Linked DNA regions of Gossypium hirsutum: all the other regions are linked to region 3. A link is a contact called in public Hi-C data. All regions are on one chromosome and are shown on one strand. The core of a region is the stretch at or near the end of the contact, and the rest is flanking DNA. Distances in the headings are between cores, read along the strand shown. Region 1 holds the start of LOC107926277 (epoxide hydrolase A). Region 2 holds the start of LOC107926893 (U1 small nuclear ribonucleoprotein A). Region 3 holds the start of LOC107893484 (RING-H2 finger protein ATL5). Region 4 holds the start of LOC107913032 (callose synthase 3).

The links. A called contact is a pair of places that touch in the nucleus more often than the background predicts.
Region 1: a contact with region 3 is called in a Hi-C map of leaf, with 2.7 times the contacts expected there. The contact joins the promoter of LOC107926277 here to the promoter of LOC107893484 in region 3. A contact is called at or near these places in 7 of 34 Hi-C or Micro-C datasets (hypocotyl, leaf and seedling).
Region 2: a Hi-C map of leaf shows a contact between it and region 3, with 2.9 times the contacts expected there. The contact joins the promoter of LOC107926893 here to the promoter of LOC107893484 in region 3. A contact is called at or near these places in 4 of 34 Hi-C or Micro-C datasets (all in leaf).
Region 4: a Hi-C map of leaf shows a contact between it and region 3, with 2.7 times the contacts expected there. The contact joins the promoter of LOC107913032 here to the promoter of LOC107893484 in region 3. A contact is called at or near these places in 2 of 34 Hi-C or Micro-C datasets (both in leaf).

What each region holds. Positions count from the first base shown.
Region 1 is chrA08:17,207,172-17,210,083 of Gossypium_hirsutum_v2.1, forward strand. LOC107926277 (epoxide hydrolase A) reads right to left here and starts at 1,561. Exons shown (of 3, transcript XM_016857130.2): 1 at 821-1,561. The coding sequence starts at 1,285.
Region 2 is chrA08:17,071,444-17,074,464 of Gossypium_hirsutum_v2.1, forward strand. LOC107926893 (U1 small nuclear ribonucleoprotein A) reads right to left here and starts at 1,539. Exons shown (of 5, transcript XM_016857870.2): 1 at 1,197-1,539; 2 at 936-1,108; 3 at 492-585. The coding sequence starts at 1,281.
Region 3 is chrA08:17,803,123-17,806,106 of Gossypium_hirsutum_v2.1, forward strand. It overlaps LOC107893484 (RING-H2 finger protein ATL5), which reads left to right and starts at 1,452. Exons shown (of 1, transcript XM_016818524.2): 1 at 1,452-2,642. The coding sequence starts at 1,631. The coding sequence ends at 2,371.
Region 4 is chrA08:18,418,017-18,420,716 of Gossypium_hirsutum_v2.1, forward strand. It overlaps LOC107913032 (callose synthase 3), which reads left to right and starts at 1,365. Exons shown (of 45, transcript XM_016841505.2): 1 at 1,365-1,531; 2 at 1,619-1,656; 3 at 1,958-2,204. The coding sequence starts at 2,018.

The DNA.
Region 1 (2,912 bases), core at 311-2,810, 600 kb before region 3:
TAGCTACATTCATTAATCACACCAACCATTTGTGGGAAGTTCATCATAGAAGTTCAGAAAAGGGATAGGGGAATGCAGAAGTTTGTCTATTTATACATTAGTAGATGAGATAATAAGACACTAGAATTTGTTACCAATGATCCCAAAAGCTTAGGCTAAGATAAAGACCCAACTATCATATTTAAGTTGCAGCAAGTCCCCCTCGAATGAAGCATTGATGGAGTGACAAAGAATCTGTGTTCAAGTCTCGGTGACACCAGTCATGGGTTCAATCCTTAGACAACCTCTACGTCTACTTGTTATTAAAAAAGTTTCAACAAGTCCCCTAACATGTAAGTCGGAGGAATGATGAACGAGATTCACCAGATATTGTTAAGATTTGAACTCGAGAGTTCTGATATCATGATAAATTCGATTAGCAATTATTCCAAAAAAAAGAAAAAAAAGAAAAACAAAATGAACTTAAAATGCCGAGACCAAATTAATTGGAACGGCAGAGGGTGGGGCAGGAAACTTAAATGCTAAAAACCCATTACACAAGAATAGAGATAAGGGGCCCCAATTATTCCCAAATCACAAAATCTATGCTTCTTAACTATCCCAAAATGTACATACTCCAAGTGAGTCAAACAAGTCTCTCATGCAGAACAATCAAACAAGGCTTAAAAAAAGGGTGAAATAGATTGGATAGCTGTAATTTGTGAAGATGGTTTATTAAAATTGTGTTGAACATAGCTGCTGTTTTGCACTTCCCCATCATTGTAAAAATTGACAATTCAGAAGATAGAAGAGAAAATATAAACTAGGTTAAGTGATTCACCTGAAACCTGCAAATATAAAAATCGTCACCAAACAAAGCTCTATACCCATCCACAGTCTTCACCTTGGGGTTCCTAGGATGATAAGGAACGCTCAAGTTGACCAAAGCCTTGATTCTATCAGGCCTGAACAAGCAAAAATTCCAAGCAATCATCGCACCCCAATCATGCCCCACCAAGAACACCTTGTCAACACCAAGGGCGTCGAGGAGGCCTACGAGATCCCCCACAACGTGAAAAACAGTGTATGATTCGGGCGATGGAGGGGCGTCGCTGTCACCGTAGCCACGGAGATCGGGAGCGACGCAACGGTAGCCAAGGGATGAGAGCGAAAGAAGCTGGCGGCGCCAGGTGTACCAAAGCTCAGGGAAGCCGTGTAAGAAAAGGATTATTGGGCCGGAGCCAATGGATGCCACATGCATCTTTATGCCGTTGGTGGTCACCGTGGTGTGCTCAATCTTCTCCATCTTTATAGCTTTGGCCTCAAAGGGTGGAGTGGTGTGTGTGTTTAAACTTCAAATAGAGTTTTTGGTTTTGGGATTTTGGCTGTTACTTATGATTTACGCTTTGGATATAAAATAAATAAAAAAAGAGAGTGAAAGACGAAGATGGGAAATCCAAATTTTGATACACTGTAATGTTCACACCTCACAATGGACTGCCACCACTTTCACTAAAAACAGAATTACAAAATGAGGATAAGATTGAAAACTGTTATTATTATTTCAAAACAAAAACTTTTTTACAAATTAAATGTAATATTAGATATTCATATCACCTGATGGGTTAATTTGGGAAAAAACTTTATTACAAATTAAATCTAATATTAAATATTGATATCACCTTATTTGTCATGTTGAAGTGTTAATTTGGTATTTAACTAAAGAATGTTAATTTGGGAACGTATTTTTTTATTCCATAAATAATTTTAAAAATTTGTTATATGTTTTCTTAAATGTTTATTTTTTTAAAACCACTATAAGATACTTGTCAATTCTCTAATTCTACTTGTAGAGTTTAAAAACTCCACTAACAATATAATAAATATTTTCCTTTAAGTTTAGTATGTTTGAGCTATATTATGATATTATTTTATTGAAAAAATATATTTATTTTAAGCAAGCTTATCACATATAAATATTAGCCAATTCAATACCCTTAACTTTGTCACTGTTATCATTGTAACATATAAGAGAGTGTGGGTTAAACATATATCAACTAAGGAAGATACAATAAATAATTTCTTACTTGATATTAAGAATTCTAAGAGATGGAATTATTTAGATGAATAGGGTCGTGGAATCGAGGTGGTCAACCCATTATAAGTTGAAGGAGAAGATTGCCACATAAAGATTTCATACATGATCTTAGTCGCATGCTTCAACGAAATAAACTTGATTTAAATGCTTCTCACAACATGCTCCACTGAACCAGTCTTTTTACATCACTGAAATCTTTTCTTATCTTTGATCTGGACATGCTTCAACAGGGGTGAAGCCAGAAAATTTTTTTAGGGGGGGCCAGATGAAATTTTAACTTTTTATAGTTTATATTTTTATAATTTGTAAAGGATTAAATTGAATTTTTATAATTTTAGGGAGGCCAAAGTGCAATTTTACCTTTATTAATTTAAAATTTTTAAAAAATTTCAAGGGCCTAAAATAGAATTTTCTATTTTAGGGGGGACTAGGGCCCATGCCAGCCCCCCTAGCTACGCCCCTGTGCTTCACTGAGACCAGTCCTTCTGCTCTACCAAAATCTTTTCTAATTTTTAAGTTATTCAACCACGATCCATCGTACCATTTTTTCGCTCCAATGCCACCAACAATTTAAACTATAGGTGGATCTAGAAAAAAATCTCTACTCCAGTGTGATGATATTTTAATTTTAATTTTTTTAATTAAAACTTTTAATTAGATTTATACTTTTTAAAGTTAAGCTTGTAAGCTTTAAGAAAAACCCAAATATTTTCACTTTTTTTAACCAATGTATCTTTTAGGACTAATTTACAGTTCATAAAGATTAATCTATTCTGGGTTTATAGTTATCTCTCTCAAGAATGTCACCTTTAAGATTTGAATTGGAGTCTTTCCC
Region 2 (3,021 bases), core at 289-2,788, 730 kb before region 3:
AAAACTGTATGTCACAGATCAGAGCTATCAACAAGTTAAAGAAATAGGGGTTATAAACAGGCTTAATCTGAAAAAACAGTACATTTCAGTGCTGAGTTTTACTTCCCCATCAACACCTTAATGTGCACCAAAGGTAACAATGCCGGCAAAACTAATGACTTAATTGGTGGGGCAAAAGAAAATAAAAGTCAGAAGAGGAAGGAGCTGAAGGAGGGAGATTTATTTTGACATTAAGGCAATTTATAATGCATCTAAATGGGCATGTCAAATTGATCAGCAACATCTCAATAGTAAGCCATGCAAAATTAGAAGGCAGGTCTAAAAAACTCAAGGCTATAAATCCAAGTAGAAGTAAAGAATCTATTATTAACAACATTTGTAGCAATACTAATTGCATGCACATACATAGACAATGGCATGCAACAACACCGATATTACTTGCTCAATTGTTAGCGTTTCTAACCAAAGGTGAAAGAAAAAGTGGAAAGTACCCTTTTCGTCATGCCTCTTTCGCTTCTCTCGGGGGACAAAAGAGCCATCTGCTTTTGCTATTATGTCAGATTTAGTCTTTGCATATTGTATTCTCTGCAAATAATTGCACGTTACATACATTATTCACAGTAGCAAAGGTTTTAATGCTTTATGGAAGCAGAGAACACAGTTAACATGAATCACCGGAATACAAAGAAAATCCACTTTGGTGTCCATAAATACTTCATATACTTCTGATTTTTTATTTTTTTTTTACTTTCGACATAGTAAAAGAAACCCAGTCATTTGATGCATTTTCCACTAACAACAAAAGGCTAACAAACCAATATAGTCAAATATAAAAGAAGAATCTGAACAAAGAAATCAATTGAAAACCCAGAAGAAACAAAATTGTCGAATATGCAGAGGTAGAAAAAATTCGAAAAAAAAAATACTGCGTATACCATTTCCTTGTCGTAAAAAGGAAAGCCCTGCATTCGCCCAAGAGCATTGGTAGCGGAGGTAACATCCTCGAAAATAACCCAAGCTTGACCTTTATGTTTCAGAGTTTTAAATGCTAACACATCCAATATCTTCCCAAATTGTGAAAAGACAGCGTGCAACGATTTCTTCAACTCTGCAAACATCATTCAAGGAAAAAAAAAGTAAGAAGAAAAAATCAATGTAAATCCATTTTAATTTGAATAAAGAATTGAAATAAGTACGGTCGATTTTGATCTTCTCGTTGAGATTGTTAATGTATAATGTCATATTGGGAGGAATTTCTTCATCCTGACTAATCTCCGCCATGTTTCCCCCTGGCTCAAGCTCTAACCACAATCAAGCAGCAATGAATGAGTGAGACGAGCAAAACGGAGGTTTAACTTGGGTTTTTTTTTTTTAGGGTCAAACTGCCCTAATCGGTTGCAGAAGAGTTGACAGGGAAGATCCGGAAAGGTTGAGATAAGATTGGGCTGAGATGGATCACTTTTCCTCGATTAGGGCCAATGGCCATGCTCTTTGGGTATTTGGGCAGGGTTCGCTTTGACAGTAACCATTAAAATGATAGATACGAGAATCATCTACTAATCTCTAAGATTAAGATACCAACATAATAAGCATGTCCAAGTCTCATCCCAAATTAGGATCCACAAATCTCTGTAGGAATAAGTCTGGAAAGTCAATTTTTTGAGTAATTTCATAGATTTTACATCAATTCATTATCAAATCAAAAGCTTTATTTTTTCCTTTCAAGCTAAATGATTTTTTATTCTAATATTTAATTATTTTTTAAAAAAAGTATGCTATTATTTGCAATGATTCGTTAAAAATAACGTTTTTGGGTATAATTAAAATGCATTAATTTATTGATTCAAATATCACGATGAAAAATTTTCAAATGATAATTAAAATATTTTAAATAAATGTCACGTATAATATAATTTTATTATATGTAATTAATGTAAAGTAATATTTTTTTTCAAATTAGTAACTAATTAACTTTGATGTTTTAACAAGTAATTATTCTATTTGATATCAATAAAATATAAATTTAGAAATAAGATAAAAGGTGAGAAGTTTCGTAATCAAACTCGTGTTTATATATGTAAGTTTGTTGGCCCTAAAATCTTGATTGTTGGGGATACTTCTAGGCAAGATTACCAAATATTGATAGGTGGTTGTTAGGTCAAGTGTTCTCTGATTAGCTGCTAAATAAGTTGAATGCCTTGGTCTAATAAATATTGGATCATGCTTAACTTATAATATGATATAACAATGTGAAAAATAATTAATTTGATATATTAATACTACAAAACAAAATTAAATATGGTAAAAGGATTATAGAGGTAGTGGATATCAATAAAAATAAAGATAAATTTGGATATTCATGTAAGAATAGTGGACTAAAGTGGATAAGACAATTATCAATACGTCATTCAATTGCAATCTCTATTCAAGTGTTTTGAGATTTTGATAAAAATGGATTAAATTTGGGTAAGGCAAAGTGGAGTAGCTGGCAACACTATGATTTTTTTTTATTGAGTTGGTGTTATTCATTAATAAAATTTAATTTAGTTAGAGAATTATTTAAAAAAATTATCTTATTTCCAAAGTAAATTATATGATTGTGAGAGTATTTTTGTCTTTTTATATAAATCAATAAAAAATTATCCATAATGATATTTGAACTATGGACACTATACATATAAAACTTTTTCATTTACCATTTGAACTGAGATAATTTTTAATTTTTATTTGAAACTTTAATAAGTGTGTTTAGTACCAATAAAGGCTTATTTCCTAAATTATTTACAGAAATGGGCCATTTTTAAAAATAATAACGGGTATGGATCGAAAACTACAAAAATACGTTGACATGGACGCATTTTTAGGAGATAACCCAGAAAAACGCTTCCACATCAGCGCTTTTTTCCTTGTGTCAAGCACAAGCGCTTTGACGTGGACGCGCTTTTGGCCATGTAATCCTCAGTGGGTTATTTGCTAATTAGGGCCTAAGTTTAAGGTTCTTGAGTTTGATTAGGGTTTAGG
Region 3 (2,984 bases), core at 202-2,701:
TTTTTACAATAGAAAAAATATAATTTTACCATTTTAATAGTTTATATCTTTATAATTTTTAAAAGATTAAATTAAATTTTTTATATTTTTAATAGAGTCAAAATATAATTTTATTTTTATTAATTTAAAAAAAATATTTCATTTTAGGTACCCGTGCCACAGCTAGTTTCACCCTGGCACCAAACTTGATAGTAATAAAGATTTAAAATATCCAAATTATGTCACTGACTAGTTAACACACCACCTTTGACTTCAGTTAGATATGAATGTTATAGTTTCGCCGTTAAACTGTAAATTGATGGCCACCTACAGTCGCACAAAATTTAATGTTTGCCCTTTCGATACGGTAAAGTTCGCTCCACCAGTAGACACCATTTTAGACCCTCCAAGCCGTAACTTGCCTATTTTGGGAAAACTGTATGGAAATTGTGCTACAAGTAAATACAATAGAGTTATAATTGATTTTAAAATAATTAAAAATATTTTAATGAGAATAATTATAATATTAGGTAATAAATTATATTAGTATCATCTTAAAAATTAAAAAATTTAAACACTAATAAAATAATATCATGTCATTAAATTTTAAAAATAACAATTTTTATACACTCATCTATATCTAATATATTCTCCAACTTAATTTAACTCTAATTAAATTACTTAAAATAATTAATTTTTAAATTATAAACAAGCATCTTTTCTTCTTTTACAAATTTTAATCATTTTATTTTTTTCCATAAGTTAATATTTTTTTGTGCAACCAATTTAAAAAAAAATTAGTAATTTTTGTGCAATTTTTCAATGTCATTGACACATAATATTGGTAATTTTTTAATCCTAAACTCTAAATCTTGAACTCAAACTTTGAACTTTAAACCTTGAACCTTGAATCATGAGGTTTAAGGTTTGAGTTTAAAGTTCAGGTTTAAGGGTTTAGAGTTATGGGTAATGAATTTAGGATTTAGGGTTTGAAATTATGGATTTGAGCTTTGGATTTAGGGTTTGATATTTTAAGTTTTGGGTTCAAGATTCAAAATTTTAGATTAAGAGTTCATGGTAAAAAATTACTAAAATTATGTATTAATGACATGAAAAAAATTATTAAAATATCATTAAATAATTGAAAAATGATAGTAAATAATATAGTAGGAAGAATCCATAAAATAATTTCTCTATGGATTGAGTGTATAATAATAATTTAATATCTTTAAAATTTAATGATGTGATAAAATTTTATTAGTGCATATAAATTTTAATTTTTAAAATCATAAGTTATTCTCATAAAATTATATGATAAACTTTTATAAAAGAATCATAATTGTTACAATTATTGTATAAATTTTAGAATTTGTCACCGGGTGAAAAAAATTATATTTTATACGATAACTTTTATTTAAATTTATTATAATCTTATGTAAAATAAAAAACATCATAATTGTAACCATCAGTGTATAAATATGATACGAAGACAGAGGCACAGGGCAAACACAAACAAAGGCAAAGCAGAGCTCTGCTACAGCTGATTCAATAATAAAAACTCGTCAGGGTTTTTCTACTTTCTATATAGGAACCTTCCTCTTCCTTTCCCTCTCTCCCTTCTTATCTCCATAATTTTTCCTTAATTTCTTTCATGGATAGATATATGGATTTACAAGGGAAACATCTTCATTATGCTCTTAATGGCAAAGTAATGCTCTGCACTGGCGTCGTTCTCTTCATTCTATTACTTACCGTACTCTGCTTCCACAGCTACGTGCGTATCCTCTTCCGCGATATCCGTCGCCGTCACATGCGCCGTCGTGCTCAGCGATTGCTCTCCATTTCCACTGCCGGTACTACTTCTTCCACCACCGGTGCTTCCAAGGGTTTGGATTCTTCCGTCATTAGAACGATCCCTACTATTGTTTACACCACTAAAGCAAGTTATTTCCCTCCGCTGGAATGCGCCGTTTGCTTGTCTGAATTCGAGGATGACGAGAAAGCCCGCGTATTGCCTAAGTGCAATCACACCTTCCACGTTGACTGTATCGACATGTGGTTTTATAGTCACTCTAACTGCCCAATGTGTAGAGCTCCGATCCAGGCTGTTATTCCGGTCAACCCGCCGAAAACATTAGAGCAGACCGCCGCTATAGTATCTGAAACAGCCCTACCATTGCCTCCTGGTGACGATATTGAAGCGAACAGTTTTTTCCCTCCTTCTTCCTCGTCGTCTTCGTCGTCGTCATTGGAGATGGAAAGTTGCCCCATGAAACGACTAGAGCTAGTGGGACTGGGAACTGTTGTGGAGGTCACCATTGGAACTCCATGTGGAATCGGGTTCGGGTTATCGGATCCTGGGTATAAGAAGGATTTGGAGTGTATAGTATAAAGCAGTAGAAATTCCAGAAAAATGCAGTTGGATTTTGTAACCCTGTCAAAGCGCTGAAAAAGGAAAGAAACAAGAATTGGTGTTAGCGAAGACAAGAGTTAGGGAAACAGCTGGCGTTTCTGTCATTATACGTGGCTACTATTTGTTCGAGAGATTAACCCAATTACTCTACCGTCAGCTAGTTGCCTGATCATGGTTGAAAATTGTATAATGAGATCTTTTAATTAGGCTTAAATAACAATTTACCCTCACAACTAGACATTTTAATTCATGCCGCAAGTTTTTTACTTCATTATTTTAATTTTTAAAGTATAAATCTCAAAATTATATATAAACTTTAATTTAATATATAAATTTTAATTTAGTATATTTATATATATATTTATAAAATTTTATTATGATTTAAATGTATACATAGATTTTTATTTTTAATTTAATCATACATATTTAAGAAATATAAATAAATTAATTTATTTTTATATTGGATAAATATAACTATTTGTGTATATCATATAAAAGTATAAAATGATATTATCAATATTTAAATATTAATAATTTATGAGAATCAAATTAAATTAAAATCTATTTATAAAATTATAAATTAAATAAAAAA
Region 4 (2,700 bases), core at 115-2,614, 610 kb after region 3:
TTGTAAATAATAATTATATTAGGTTAAATAATCGACTTTACTTTAGAATAGCGAAAGCTTTCCATTTATTATTTCTGGGTTGTAATAGCTAAACCCATTTTGAGAAGAGCCTGGACTTTTGTGTGTGATTATGGGGTTTAGCTAGGAAAAAACTTATATGGGAATTTCAGAGTTAGGACAAAGCAAACCTACAATCATCTCCAACAGTGGGATATGATCTTATAAACCTATTTTTCCTTTTCAAAATGCTTATCCCTTTCTTTTAATCAAACTTCTAGTTTACCACCAACCCAATCTTTTAAGTGCCACCTAATGAAGAGGGAAAATTCTGAATTTACAATACATATTATAATAATTACTTATCTCATCTCTTAATTATGAGATTCATAAAAATAAAATATATTTCATGATTATCTTCCTCTAACTTAGAGAATTAGTCACTGTTACTTAAATGCATGTCTCTTTCATTTACAATTTCTTCCTTTCAACACTAAACATCAAATAAAATAATAATAAATACTGAATAATAATGAGTTTATTGAGGATAAAATGGTCCTTCTATATATTTGAAATGATTACTATTTCTGTTTCCCCGATAACTTTGCTTCAGATTGTAAAGAATCTTACCTTCTTCTTGAAATTTGATTTTATTTATTAGAAATACCCTTGATGTTATTTGTCAATTTGATGATGATAAAAGTATCACGTAGGTTTTTGAATTAAAAATTAGATTGTATTTTATTTATTTTATTTAAAAATTACATAAATTAATAAAAAATAAATTTATTATTTTTGTTAAAAATTAATTTATTTATGTTGTTAAAAATTAATAAGACTGACGAAACAATTAAACATTTACGCATGACATTTTATGTGTATCTTCTTTTGAAATATAAAGACTAATTTACTTATCTTTTAAATAAAGAAGACAAAATATAATTTCACTCTTAATAAAAAAACTTTCATAATATTTTTACTATTTCTTGATATAAATGGTGGAATTTGTTTTTTCACATATGCTAAGAGGAAACTTTTTGTATAAATAAAATTTAATGAAAAATTTATCCGTTGGTAATTTACATATCTTTTCTATTATCTTTCAATTTTAAAATTATAACTGCTGACTAAATAAAACTGTTATTTAAAAAGAATTTAAGGTAAACAAAAGCTTGGTAGAGATTCTTTTAATAGTAGAAAATTTGCAGCGTGTATTTTAATTGAATTAAAGAAGTAATTAATAAAATAAAGAACAAAATGCTTTAACCACACAGTGGCAATTTCGTAATTTTAATAGTCTTGAAACCTCATTCTCTGCCCACCTCACTCCACCAATAGCAGTTAAAAGGAAAAAAAAAAAAAAGGAAAAAGATAGAAGGGAAGAGACCATAGCTGTGGGTTGTAAACTTGTGTTTTTTTCTTAGCTTTACTCTCTTTTTTGCTTCCTTTGATGCTAAGTAGCTTAAAGTAGCCGCCCTTCTGTTTCTCCCTCTCTATATCTGGTTTTCTCTTCTCTCTTAGGGTTTTTCTCTCTGTGAGCTCTCTTTCTAGTTTTGCTTTCTAATTTTCTCCTCACATTACCTTTACTGTTTCAGTGTTTACCCTGTTCCTGTCTATGCAGGTGATTTAATAGCTTAAAATCTTCTTTCTAGTGACCTGGTACTTCACTCTCTTTTCCCAGCTACTTTATTTTATGATGTTCGATTAAGGTTTTACTTTGCTTGGCCTGTTTTTTACTCGATGTTACTGTAGTTTTTTGCTCTCGCCAGTCTTTTTCTTCTCGTTTGAATGCCAGATTTACTTGCTTTTGCTTTCTAGGCTTCTGAAAATTTCCCGTTTTGTTTTGCTTTTTTTGGTTTCTGGGTGTTTAAGTTGAGCTAGGGTTAAATTTTGGTTCTGATGTTGTATGTTTCTAAAAGGATGGTATAAGATGAAAATGATGTTTTTTTTTATGTTGCAGGGAAGTGAGTGTTTTTTCCCTTTTTTCTGTTGAGATTCTGGGTGGAAGACGAGGGCAAAAATGTCCTCGAGCAGGGGGTCAGATCAATCACAGCCGATGAGGCGGATCACACGAACACAGACTGCTGGTAATCTCGGAGAGGCCGCTTTTGATAGTGAGGTGGTGCCATCTTCTCTTAGCGAGATTGCACCCATTCTCCGTGTTGCCAATGAGGTTGAATCAAGCAACCCAAGGGTGGCTTACCTCTGTAAGTTTTTGCTTTAGTTTGCTTTCCTAATATGATTATGGGTTTTTTATGTGATTTTTGATTAATGCTGTTACTTGCCGTATTATTATAGCGTTTGTTTCTAGCTGTTAATATGAGCTAGCCTTATACCGGAGCAGTTCTGAATAACAGGAAATCTAACCAGCTTTGTTAATACTTATTGTGTACTGCTGGATATACATTCTGTGTTATTGCACATGCCAATGAAGATATACATAGGGTTTTGTTTCTTGACTGGTGCACACTGTTTTCTACTTCACTGTGTTAATTATTTTGTGGTACTACTGCTTTTATTTGCATTACTTTCTTGTTATGATACTTACTCTGGTTAGAAACATATGCCTTGCTGGCTCTTGGGTTATTTCCAATTATATATTGTTTAAAAATGGATTTTTTGGTCTTATTGTTGCTATATTAGGAGTATCTCGAAAAAAAAAAAGACCTTATTTTGTTCCCCTTTATCTGTTACAAAATAAGT